Regions from separate parts of the Anser cygnoides genome. Here regions 2 and 3 are each linked to region 1. Evidence: chromatin contacts called from public Hi-C data. All regions are on one chromosome and are shown on one strand. The core of a region is the stretch at or near the end of the contact, and the rest is flanking DNA. Distances in the headings are between cores, read along the strand shown.

Region 1 (4,226 bases), core at 1,169-3,668:
TTCCGAGGGCTTCATCCAAAGCCACTTCTAATCAGAGAAAAGGCTCCCGGTTCGTACACCACACTTCAGAGTAGAGTTTGCCTTCGTGTCTGGCATCAGGATGGGCAATTTCTGCTCAGGCTGTAAACCACAGACTCGCTCTTTAGCAGCAAAATTCACATCTAACTCGCACTCAGGCACAGGCTTAGACCTAGTTCCCGGGCAGAAAAGTTTAAGCCTCCAACTTGCTACAGACCAGGCGATCATCAGGTAGCTGACTTTGAGCACGGCGTAGTGCTTTCGGGATTAACGCCGGGATAAAGACGTCGATATAAGCAGCAGGGCCACCAGAGGACTTGGCGTCCTTAGGCCGACTGCCTGGCCTGTGCTTCGATTCAATGCAAACCTTTCCTAAGGGACTGAGAGCACTTCCTCTGTTTTCTGCACATCCCTTCCTCCGAGGGACAATACCGGGCACGGCAGGAAAAGGAAGTGCATACGGTTTCCACTGCATGATGGATCGCTACAAGGAGAGCACACAGAGAGGCTCTGGGATTTTCAAGGACCCTCTCACAGCAGGAGCCTGCCACACAGAAGCAGGGTTGTGTAGCCGTACAATATATGACATTATGCAACCCCAGTTAAGCGTCCTTCGGCTGCTTACTCTTGCATTTCAGAAGGACCTCAATAAATGCAGCCGATAGTCTGCGATATTCCAAAGGGAAATAAAAAAGGATAAACTACCGGTATTTGGAATTTTTGTGCTGCAGCAATTCGTCTTGGCAAGGTGTATAATGAGATTTGCAATAAACCCTCGCCCAAAGGAATATGCCTTTTCCTCTTATATGATACCGACAGGAGTGTTCGCACAACTGATGCAAAAGCAAGCAGCCCTCATTTGTGTGTTGTGTGCATCCCGTAAAGTTCACAGGCAATCAGCTCAAGACACAAGGTAATTGTGCTTAAGGAAATACCGACGTTAGCTCTTTTGTTTATCTGTGTTGCAGCGATACTGCACTTCTGCATAAAATAAAAGACACGGTCCCTCCTCCAAGGAGATTACAATCTATGCAATTCAGGGCTGGAACCAGCCGTTGCCTGCCCGGGGCTGCATTTAGATGTTTTCCTGGCCTGCTTCACGTAAAGATCCCCACCCGTACCATTCATCTAGCTGATGCGCAGCCTGGCCACGGGGCTACAACAGGCCCACAACTGAATCCCACAGAAAAACATGAAAAAAAAGGAAATTATGCATCCGCCTCTCGGCTGCTGGATGCCGTCTGTGCAATCTGTAGGCAAATCCAGCTCCGAGGGCAGTAAATCCGCCTCAAATTTTGCATTGCATGCATTGACGCTGCTGCCAGCCAGAATGCTGGCTTAGAAGAGTGGGAACGCGGGGAAAGAATTACCATTTTAAGAGGCCTTTACGGACTCTTTTGTTTCCATACTGTGTTTAGAGACAATCTGAAGTCAACTGCCAAACTGGCTTTGACTGCGGAGGCTGCTTGGTTTGGCGAGGCGACCGCTGGTGCCAGAAGCTTTATTGGGGTTTTGGCACTGGGTGCCCAGCAGCAGCCCATGCCATGCTACGCCCTGCCACCTCCACGTGCCAAATTTTAACATCGTGAAACAGGAAGATGAGGGAACAGGTCACTGCAGCCATGCCCCTGGTGCACCTCATGGCTCCTCACGGTCAAAATGAAGGTGTTTTTGACAGAAAGTGCCAGGAAAAGGGCACCTATCGCGGCACACTGGAAGTGACGAGTACAGGTGAGGAGGAGTCAGTGCAAATGGGGTGCAAATGTGGAAGGTCAGATGTGACTGAGAAAGTCAGTCAGTGTGTGGACAACTAGGTAAGTCGGTCTGGATGGGGGAACCACTAAAGAAGTCAGTCATGATGGGGCACCACTACAAAAATCAGTCAGGATGGGCGACCATTACAAAAGTCAGTCAGGATGAAGGACCGCCAAGTCAGTCAGTCAGGATGGGGCGCCCTGAGGGGACAGCAGGGACAAGCCCTGCCCGGAGGTGGGAACACACCAGAAGCTGCTCAGGCACAGCCCCGGGCCAGGGCCCATCACCACAGGCCCGGCCTCGTCACCACAGCCCCCGGCGGGGCCGGCCCTGTCGGTCACGGCCTCTGCCCGGCCCCTCAGGGACCGCCCCGGGGCTGAGCCCTGCCCCCTCCGCCCCGCCGCACCCAACCGCCGCCGCCGAGCGGCCCCACACAAAAGGCGGCCGTTCCCGCCCCTCCCCTATTTAACGGCCCCTCCAGCCAATCAGCGCCGGGAGGAGGGGCTAAACCCCACCGATCGACCCCCTCGGAGGACGGGAGGCGGGGAGGAGCGTGCCGCCGACCAATCGCCGCCCGCGAGTAGCGCCCTCGTCCAATGGGCGGCGCGGTGGGCGGGGCCTGGCGGCGGGGTCAGGCCGGGAGTGGAGGCGCTCCGCCGCTCCTTTCTCTCTCTCCCCTTCCCTCCGCTCCGCTGCCGGCCCGGGCCTGCTCACCGCGGGATCCCTCCGCCGCGGCCCGGCGGGGCGTGTGCGTGCTGCGGCCCCCGCGGTGCACCTCCGCCCGCTCGCCGCTTACCGGCCGGGGACTACTTCCCGCGGCCGCCTCGCTGCGGGACGGGGCCGGGCCCGGCCGGGGGATGGCGGCGAGCGGCTGAGGCCGGCGGCCGCCCCGCTAGGGACCGGGAGCAGGCGGCGGAGCCCCGCTCCGGGCCCTGCCAGCCGGGAACCCCGCGGCAAGGCCGCGCGGCGGCGGCCGCCTCGGGGGGGGGGCCCGGCCCGGCCCGGCCCTGCCCGCCGCCGGGGGCTGCCCCTCACCGCCGGGCCCCCTGGGCCCCCCTCGGCGAGGAGGGGGCCGGGCGGGGGCTGCGGGCCTGCGGGTTCCCCTCGGGGCTCTGCCCGCGGCCCCCCGGGCGAGCTCGGTGCGGGCCGGGGGCCGTCGGAGCACGATGGTGGAGAAGCGGTGCCCGCGGCTGCAGCGGGACGGGGTGTACCGGTGGTTCTCGGAGCTGCCGTCGCCTCAGCGCGTGGAGTTTCTCTGCGGCCTCCTGGACCTGTGCATCCCCCTGGAGCTGCGCTTCCTGGGGGCCTGCCTGGAGGACCTGGCCCGCAAGGACTACCACTCGCTGCGCGACTCGGAGATCAAGGCCAACAACCCCGCCGACCTGGGCAGCCTGACCAACCTGACGGACGAGGTGGTGCGCAGCAAACTTCTCGTCTCGCTCGCCCTGCTGGGCTCTGCCCACCGCGAGGCGGCCGGGGTGCTGTTCCGCACCCTCACGCACATCGACTCGGTCATCAACAACTATGGGCTGCAGCTCAACGAGGGCCGCACGGGGGACGAGTTCCTGTTGCTCTTCACCATGGCATCCAACCACCCGGCCTTCAGCTTCCACCAGAAGCAGGTGCTGAGGCAGGAGCTCACCCAGATCCAGAACATCATGGCCAGCACCAGCAAGAACCCCAGCACCTCTGCCCTCAACACCATGGCAACCTACCCTGGCTGCCACAAGGTGGGTATCCGGCATTCGCGTGCCGCCGTGGCCTTGCTGCGGGGCGCTCGGTGCCTTCAGCCAGGATTTTAAACCTCCCTTCTTCCTCCTGGTGTGCAGGCGTTCCGGTAGTAAATGGCAGCCTGGGAGGCTGGCAGAGATTGCTCGCCTGGATATGGTGATGGGGGCGGTCAACGGCAGGTGAAATAAAAGGGGCGCGTGGAGTTTTTGCAGGCTCGTGGCACTCGTTGGGAAGGGGTTCCCAAAACGATGGCCAGGCAGCGGCGTAAACGTTAACTGACTGCTTCTGGCCGTGCTTCTGCTGAGGGGGCTGCCCTGCCGGTTGCATGGAAGACCAGCAGTTTATTAGGGGAGATACACATCTAATGTCTCTGGACGTTGGAGCGAGCATCTGGTTAAAAATTTCCCTCGAAGTTGGAAGGGAGAGTCAGCTTTGGAAGTAGCTGTCCAGTGGCAAAGGCGTCTTGCTGGGTCTGGGTTTTGGTTAGGCAAATGCGATGGCCAACGGTTAGGGTTTGACGCTGAACTTCAAGAAACGCGGTGGTTGTCTGTCATCGCGGATCTCCCCGTTATTGATCCTGGTGTCAGTGGTTCGCCATCATTAACTTGCTGTTCGTTCATTCAATTGCCAGCAATTAAGCCAGGCAGTAACGTTTTAAGACGTGCTGTTAGCCATGAGATACGTTACCGACCGCTTAAGTGCTCTTAGCCTGCTACCAATTA
Region 2 (4,226 bases), core at 603-3,102, 49 kb after region 1:
GGGAGCCACCGCCTCCCCAAGGCACGAGGAAGCGTGGTGGCGGTGCCGTATCCCCCTTCAGTTTGCACCTGCTTGCATAAAAAAGCCTTGTTGAGCTGCATTCGGAGCGGTGGAGCACACACCGAGAGAAGGAAGGTGTTTGTGTTGACAGGTGGCAGCAGAATTGTTGGTGCTGCTTGCACCTTGCAATCCGGGTCATTTTGGTTAGAATTTCAGCTTCCCCGGCAAGTTTACAAACTGAACATCTCTGTTCCCTCGTTCCCTTCTTCCCAAAGCAGTTACATAAACGAGGGATTACTGTCCGGGTCCTTAGGAAAGGTCCCCTGTAGGAGTTTGCAGCTCTATTTATTTTGTATGGCCTGTTGCTTCCGTGGTTCTCCTGCAGAGGTTTGAAATCCTTAATTCTGGGCGGGAGACAACTGAGAGAGAAATGTTAATTCACCGAGAGCACTTTGCAGCCCCGTTTTTCTTTGTTCTTTTGGTTGGCTCGTTGTTTTGAAAGCATTTTCATGTGATACAAACTTAAACGTTAAATACGAACTTCGACTGGAGCAAACAGCACCGAAGTGCTGTATTTTACACCGTGTCTTGTCCATAGCAAACGTCTGCATTAGTTTTTATACAGTGCAGGCGAGACCTCAAATATTTGATCATTATAAATTAACAAGTGACTGATTTCGAGGCAGCAATTACCAGCAGTGCGAAAATGTAAATAATGCATGGAGTTTCTGTGTCTAATATTTTGATAATGGCTGATGGGAAGGAAGTGACACTGACTCAGGCAATCCGAGCTGAGAGAACTTCGGAGCCGTAGTCTGCTGTCTTTTAAAGCTGCATTTCAGTGAATTGACCAGATTTAAACTATTTTTTTGCCATCCAAACTAATTTTCGCCAGCCCTAAAACCACACCTAAGCCAGCAGGTTTTGCTGTGTAAAGCTGTGCTTTGAATTTCATTCCTGCTGGGCGCAGACACGTGCTGGTTAGTCTTTTCTGCAGCATCACAGGGGTGCTGCAAACTGGCGTGATGCTGTAATACTGTGTTAAAAATCTAATAAGAAGCAGGTTCTTTTAGAAAGTTCTGAGGTGTGACCGGTGTGAAAAGCTTCATGTTGTCTAATTTTTCTGTTTCCTCTCCCCCAGGTACTTTTAGGCTGAAATACGCTCCTCCCTCTGAAAGCCTGGACTCCACAGACTGACATTTTTATCTGGCAAGAAAATACTGTAAGCCATGGAGATATAAGGAGACTGAACCACAAAACTGAGACGTCCAGTTGCTGTTAAGCTTAATGTATTTTTTAATCCAAAGGTGCTTTACTTTATTAGACTAGGTAGAAAATCTAGCTTAGGGGTGCATCGAACCCATATTTGATTGCCAAATTCATGCTTGGATCTTGCTGTTGGAACTTCTGACTACGTGTCATAGGACCGATGCGTACTGGATGGATGGTGGAGCTGGCCAGCTGCATTTTCTGTTGCAAGTACAACAACCTATGTACTTTTTTTGCTGGAGAATGTTGCCACACGTGGACTTTCTGAGGTGAAACGTCAAACTCCAGGGCAGCTACATTCTGAAGTGGAAGCTGGAGGCGGAAGGTAGGAGTGGCCGTTCGCCAGAAGGACTTTGGCACCCCTGGGCTAGGTAAAATGTCTACTTTTTTTCAAAAGTGATCAGGCACTAATCTCTGGGATTTTTAAGGATTGCACTACAGAAGAATGTAAAACTCTTCAAGCTTTCTGCACTTTTAGCAGACAGTGTCACTCTGAGACCAGTGCAAGAGGCAAAGAAGTTCCAACTTTTAAAAATTGGCACCAGCAGGCTACGTGGCTTAAACTACACAATACAAATCTTAAGTAAGTCTCTCCTTCCCCTTCCAAAAGAACACACGCAGCAGTTTGGGTTCCTTCTGGAAACAAACTTGTACTTCATTGTCTCACTTATTGCTAGGTAGTGCTGGGTTCCCAGCGGTGGAATAAGCTTAGTTTCCAAGGGTCCAAGTCCCAGAGACTCCAGAGTCATAAAGGCTTCAAGGATATTTTCCTGTAGTACACAAAACAACCTTTACGTCCTGTTACTGTATATAGGTCTCTTTCACAGAAACCTTATTATTCTGCTTTTGTAAATGAATTTTAAACCATCCTAAAAAAAAAAAAAGGAACTCTGGCAGCAGAGTTTGTAAGCTTTTGCTTTACTTTATATAAAACAAAACCTTTGACTCCTACCCCGAGGCTTTTGCTACAGGATTCAGAAGTGGTAGAAGTCAAACATGTAAAAGGTAGTAAACTTCATTATTATCAAGACTTTGAAGGATTTATTGTCAGCCTCCTTCGTTGCAATAGATTGTAGATGACTAGCTTTGGTGTTAACTACTTAGCGTACATAATTTGTGGGTGACAAATCTAAATTAGGACTTGAGAGGAAGCCAAACAAATCCTGAACTGCTAATTTGAAACAGTTTGGTCCTGTCTCGTTGAAAGGAGATACTAATCCTCGTGGCTCACCCGAGGAATTTGACACCATTAAATGGGTGAGGCCTTCTCTAGAAAATGTCTGACAGAGAGATATTTGCATACTGTAATTTGGAAGACACCTTTAAAGTCTGAAGCCTTGTTTACACTTGGAGGTATCCCTTACACCGATTCACACCAGGATGAGTAGTGTCCGTGGTGGGGCAGGTGGCTTTCGCTGGAAAGCGAGGGAAGCCCCGTCCGTGCAGAGCTGCTCGGAGGTCGGCCCTTAGCGAGGAACCAGCCGTGTGAGGGGGCTGACAGTCGAGACTTTCCTGGAGCACGTGAATAGGGAGGATGTTCCGGGCCACCCCCAGTCCTGCTTTCCGAGCGAGGACCGAGGAGGTGTGAGCAATGCTAGCGGGGCCAGACTGAGAAATGAGCATCCCCAGAGAGGCGCCGCGAGGTGGGACGGCAAAAACCCGAGCTCAGCGCAGGCACCTGCCTGCAGCTCGCACCGCTTTTGGCTTCACGGGAACCAAAGTCTCAATTTGCATAACGTTTGGTTTAAAAAAAAAAAAAATTATTTCTTATTCCTATGCAATGAAAACGAACCAGATTCGTGTGTTCTCAGCCCAGCTCACACTACACGCAGTGCTGCACACACCACTGGGATGCTTCTGTTGGCTCTGCCTGCTTTTCGAGGTTACCTGCATTGTAACGAGCAACCTTCAGACCTACAACACTAAAGTGATGAAAACTGACAATGCAATTTACTTTGCCTTAATGAGCTTGAGACAATGGTAGGAACAATCTGTCATACTGTGTTACGCTGAGGGAAACGTGCAGTTTTCACTGACAATGTTTACTATTTACAGCTTTGAGGGTCTCTCCAGTGGCCTGGAACATGTGCTGAAAGCCAAACCTTAACATTTTTTTCACTTTTTTTAAAACAATATTTTAAAACTGAATCGTATTTAAATAATCTGTGTTTCAACACACATGCAAGTGTTAAAAACCCTCTCAAAACAGCAAAAATCAACAGCAAAAAAAAAAAAAATCTGTACCAGTTGCATTTTAATGCCCAAGGCTGGGAACATAGTCTTGTCTAATACTCATCACAGAGTTGAAACCATAACAAAAGGACTGTAAAACTGAACTTCTATCCAGCAAACTGTTTCATTCCTATCTTCAGAGCTTTCTTTGGGATTGTTTCCTTTGTGTAAAGTTAAGGCTGATGTTTCTTAAAGTGGCTTACGTGTACTTTTAGGTAACGTTCTTAAATGGTGAAGTCTGATTTTAGAGTACGTTCAAATTCAGAAGTCTTGAGTACCTTAAAGCAACGTGAGTGTAATAGAGAAATGTGAGACGAGCCAGCACCAGTTAACGAGCCTTCCCTAAATCACAGCGAGTTGCGGCTTCCGACCTGCCAGCAAACGCTGTCCGCTTTGTACCAAGAACAACCAAAGTTGGTAAGTCTGAACAGAGCACTTTAGTTCCATAAAATAATCCTTAATCTGTTTTTAAGAGGCCCAAATCCATCTCCCCACCCCATGCCCCGAAAAGTACGGCAGCTCATTTTAGAGTAGTAGTTCCAGCTTCACTGGCTCAAAGAATCCAGTTCTTAAAACCTATTTTTATATATTGAAAGATGGAGATTTCAAAGTATGCTATTTATTCCTATCTTTGTCCTGAAAGTATAAAAAGAATTAGTTCTCAAAATGGATTTCACTGTGGAATTGAAATGATTTTAAGCATAAGGCGGAAGGGAATCCCGAGT
Region 3 (4,226 bases), core at 699-3,198, 33 kb after region 1:
CGTGCAAGCCCTTGTGACTTGGGAAGCTCCTGTCTTATCTCCCTGCCTGTGTTAACAGCTATGCTGGCAGGACATGGCTGTGTGACACGACTCCTACTGCATCATAACAAAACGTAAAGGATGTGGACTTAATCGCAGAGCGGTATTTGCTTTGGCCTCGGCAATAGCATTTCGAATGCAAGCTTCAATAACTGATGCAATTCTGTGTGCAGTTGATAGCTACACGAAGAACATTTCTCATTTGTGTTTAAAGGAAAGTAGCAAAGTAAAACAATCTCCCCCCGAACGCCCCAGGAAATGTGATTGCAGAAAATCTCTGCTAGAGAATGAAGATGTTTCATTCTGTCGGCTGCCCTTTCAAAGCAGAGTTCAACAGAAGACAAAGGGCTCGTGTATTTCAAAATTAGATTTCTAGTAACTGTGAATACGTGGGAAGGGTTGTGTGGTATGTCCCCGTACTCTGTGCTCTTCTGAATGAGACCAGAGAAGTTGTACGTAGCCACAGCCTCGATGGGAGCCCCTTCTGCACGCACCTGCAAACCTCCTTTGTCTTTTTTTTTTTAATCCCTTTTGTGTTTCATTTGTCACCTCGTCCAAATCCGTTTTACCTGCCTGTTGTAGTTCCCCAGATAACTGTGGGTATAGCTCCATCACAAAGTCTTCAGTGCCCCCTTCCTGGAGCAGGTCAGAAAGCCTAGCAGTGGGTGAGATGCGTCCCCACGCACACAAGTCCTTCTGTTGGCTCATTTTACAGGGAAGCGCTGGAAGAAAGGAGCAGACAGAAAGGAAGGTATGCCTCCCACCGATCCCCTAGCATGACGATACGCACCCTTCCAAGCTGCCCTGGTGGTTCCTGCCCCATGCACAATGCCTGATGTGGGGGTGAACCTGTGCTACTCGTGAATGAGTTCCCGGTGGTTAGATCCAGACCAGAAGCTTAGATTTAAGGTGGTGCAAAAGTGCTTGCCCTGGCTGTCTCCTGAAATAGAAACATCGACTGTTTTTTTATACCTCAGATGGGGAAGCTTGAGCCTCGCTGAATTCAGCATCCTGAAAATACACCAGTCTTGTGGGTCCTGAAGTCTCTACAGTTTTTCTGGTCGTGGAGTCGTTTATAGTGACATTGGGTAGAGTCAGCTCTTTGCACAGTTTCCCATGGTTTTGAAATGAATACGGTAAAAATGTTTCCTTTTTTCCATTTTTAGACAATTTGTTAGACAGCGAATTTAAAATCCACTCGCTCCTGCTGGGTAGATGGCAGCTTTTTCTTCCTGAGTTTTGTGTGATTGATCGTTCTGAATAAAGTTAAGCTGCACGGTAAGTTTAGGAAGGCTATTTAATAAAATCAACCACCAGTTAAATAATACAAAAAAAAAAAATTCAAGAGCCCACATAACAAAAACATCGGATAACAAAGTAAGCAAAAACTTGATTATAAGACTAATTATACATTTCATATCGTTAGCTAGTTGGGGCATTTTTGCAGATCATTGGAAACAGTCTGGACAACCTATCAGCACGTTGCAGCTGCACGATGAACTACATTTCATGCTCTGGAACAGACCTCGTCTTACGAGATTCAGTGCGGGGTCACTGCAGAAACGTGTACCTAATGCTTCACCTTGCTAATTGCAATCATTTCCAGAGGATAAACTCGCCACAGCAGATTGTGTTAACTGGGTAAGCTCGGGCAGAACTTTAGCATGAAGAGGTCACGTAACTGTCAGCACAATAAAATCTACGAGTTGAGTTAAAGTTTGTTATTAACCCACAGAGTAAGCCAGAAATAGCTCCATTTTGTGTTGGTAGGTAATCCTGCGTTGCTTGAATTACTGTAGAGGAGTCATGAATAGATAAAAGAGATGATGTTTAGAAACTGTAGGAAATACAAATAATAATAAAATTTCAATAAAGCGACACTGGATTTACTGTAACTGGCAAATGCTGAGTAACACTTGCCACCTTCCTGGCTTTCTTTGTCCTACTCCAAAGCATACGTTGCTGCGGTTGATGCTAGTCTTTTGACCATTCAGTTCCTCGCTCGTCCTTCAGCTGTTTCAGCAGCAGCACGGTGATACCCCACACAACATCCGCCCTACAATTTCTCTCTAATTATAATCCCGAAATAAATATGCCGATCAATATTTGCTGTATTTTAACTGTCATCACAATTACAGGTGTCCTGAATTCTCTTAAATCAGTATGTTGAGGGAGATTTTTCTTAAAATTGCAGGAAAACCTTTGAACTGTGTGCGTGCTTAAATCTCCGTGCTGTCCAGGTAGCTCATCAATATCTGGCACGCAGCAGACGTGTTCCCGTGGTGCTGAGCGTGCAGCGTAGCAGCGCGGTAGTACTGTGAAGGCAGCTCAGAAATGCGAGAGGAATCCACTGAAAGCTTTAAGGGGAGCAAATCGCGACAAAAGGATAAGGTAGAAGAGAAAGTAGTAAGTAGTAAATTGACGTTATTCACAAGCATAGGGATTTGTGTTACTGTAATTGGGAATTACATGAAGAAGGAATGGCTGAGGATCATAAAGGGAGTGCTAAATTTGGTATCAAATACCCACATAAACATCTGCACATCTATTTAAAATTTTGCACTTCTAAAAATTTTGACTGCAAATAAATAAAACTCTAAGAGGAGGTCGGTTAAACAGCCAAGGGCTAGGTGGTAACATTTTTTAAATGACGGGACACAACAAAAAGGTTTCAATGGACAAGGTAAAGCCTCGTGATTATTTCATGGGGAGGAAAATTGAGCCCCAGGTTGGAGATGGAGCGCCTTGGCCTTGGGAATAGGCTGCTCATGTTATCAGGGAAGAGAAAGATATATGCGATAAACGTACCTCTGAGTCATACAGGTGACATAATGCATAAATAGTCTTGAAAACAAGTAAAAACGTTGTCGATTGTAGTTCCCCAGAAAGAAAATGTCAGGCTGTGGATTTTGCTCGTTTGAACTGCTGTGTGGAAATGCAATGCGCACAGCGTGCGTCCCTCCCGGCACCTGTTGTTGGCAGCTAACGTTCCCGTGACTGGTTTCATATAATTGCTTTTGAATTGTTAAGCCAATGCAATTGAGATTTTATGAAAAAAAAAAATATCTGTGTATCCCCACGGGTGCAGGCACAAGACAGGAGAAATTACAAGAGAAACAGAAAGGCAGTAAAATAATCTGGATAATGCTTAGCACAGTGAGATCTTTGATGCGTGTGGGAAATGAGAGGCTGCAAGGAGGTGGCATTTCAACGATCTGATGCCTAGGGCTGTGTCTGTAAAGGCTGTACACACGTGGAGATGGAGGCAGCGGGGTCTGGGCTGTGCAGCCCTTCCCTCCGTAAGATCCTGGTTTTGCTTTCGACTTACACAAATAGCAATAATTAAGGCTGAAGTTTCCCGTCAACCTGCACTCAAGGAGGAGTCGTGATGTCAACGGAGCAATAAAAAAGCACTAAACTCCTTGTAAAACCAGCCCCTGAAAACACGGTTTCCCTTAGAAGGATGCTCTTTGCTACGTGATGTTGCTCAGATAAACCCATCCCCTTTTGTCATGTCTGTTGTCGTGCCAGCGAGTGCTGTCATATGGCCAGGAGGAAACGAAGAGCTTTGCACTCGGTCTATTGTTTGGGTGGTGGTTGAAATTAAGCCTTTCTAAAGCTAGAATGGAAAGCAGGTCCAATGGGTATCACCTTCCCCATCTGCCCTCAAGTGTGCACCTGAAGCACTGCCGCCAGCCGTCAAACGCGCTGCGGGCGAGTTCTGGCTCTAGCTACGAATAATCACACCTGCATGCAGCTAAAAACATCCTCCTCATTCTTCTTATCTCTTTGCTTTTTCATAGTGAGCGTTGAAAAAGTGGAGCTAAAGGGACTGGCACACAAGAAGAATGAGAGAAATGTTGAATATTCCTTTGAGGTAAGTTCTGGTGATTTTTTGTTTTGTTTTTTTTTTCTTCCTTTGAAAGAAGGGAGGATAACACTTAAAAAGGAGTTAAAGAAATTCTCAGACATTGTTAGATCCCAGAAATTGGTCCTCAAGGATAGGTGCTTAGTCTTTTTTTTTTTTTTAATCAGTGATTTGTAAGTAGTCATAAATTGCTGTTGATTAACATATGTAGATGTTGCAGAGATTGACTGGTAAGTGGGACACAGGCAAAGAAATAAATCACTCTAACGCAGCCAGTTGTGGCAAATGTATATTTATGGGAAAAAATCATGCCACACTT

What was found. Hi-C and Micro-C count contacts between places; a contact is called where the count stands out from the background.
Region 2: a contact with region 1 is called in a Hi-C map of liver, with 4 times the contacts expected there. The contact joins the enhancer-like site here to the promoter of ZCCHC14 in region 1. A contact is called at or near these places in 4 of 7 Hi-C or Micro-C datasets (fetal liver, granulosa cells and liver).
Region 3: a contact with region 1 is called in a Hi-C map of liver, with 3 times the contacts expected there. The contact joins the enhancer-like site here to the promoter of ZCCHC14 in region 1. A contact is called at or near these places in 5 of 7 Hi-C or Micro-C datasets (fetal liver, granulosa cells and liver).

The regions. Positions count from the first base shown.
Region 1 is chr12:2,542,245-2,546,470 of Taihu_goose_T2T_genome, forward strand. It overlaps ZCCHC14 (zinc finger CCHC-type containing 14), which reads left to right and starts at 2,419. Exons shown (of 13, transcript XM_013197586.3): 1 at 2,419-3,503. The coding sequence starts at 2,940.
Region 2 is chr12:2,591,754-2,595,979 of Taihu_goose_T2T_genome, forward strand. ZCCHC14 (zinc finger CCHC-type containing 14) reads left to right here. Exons shown (of 13, transcript XM_013197586.3): 13 at 1,142-4,226. The coding sequence ends at 1,197. Among named protein-coding and RNA genes, the nearest start is that of MAP1LC3B, 13 kb to the right of the region's middle. Within about 2 kb of position 1,853, at least 1 of the 3 cell types and tissues checked has open chromatin away from gene starts, as enhancers often do. A contact at or near this core is called in liver, where this site is marked.
Region 3 is chr12:2,575,498-2,579,723 of Taihu_goose_T2T_genome, forward strand. It overlaps ZCCHC14 (zinc finger CCHC-type containing 14), which reads left to right. Exons shown (of 13, transcript XM_013197586.3): 3 at 3,843-3,916. Among named protein-coding and RNA genes, the nearest start is that of MAP1LC3B, 29 kb to the right of the region's middle. Within about 2 kb of position 1,949, at least 1 of the 3 cell types and tissues checked has open chromatin away from gene starts, as enhancers often do. A contact at or near this core is called in liver, where this site is marked.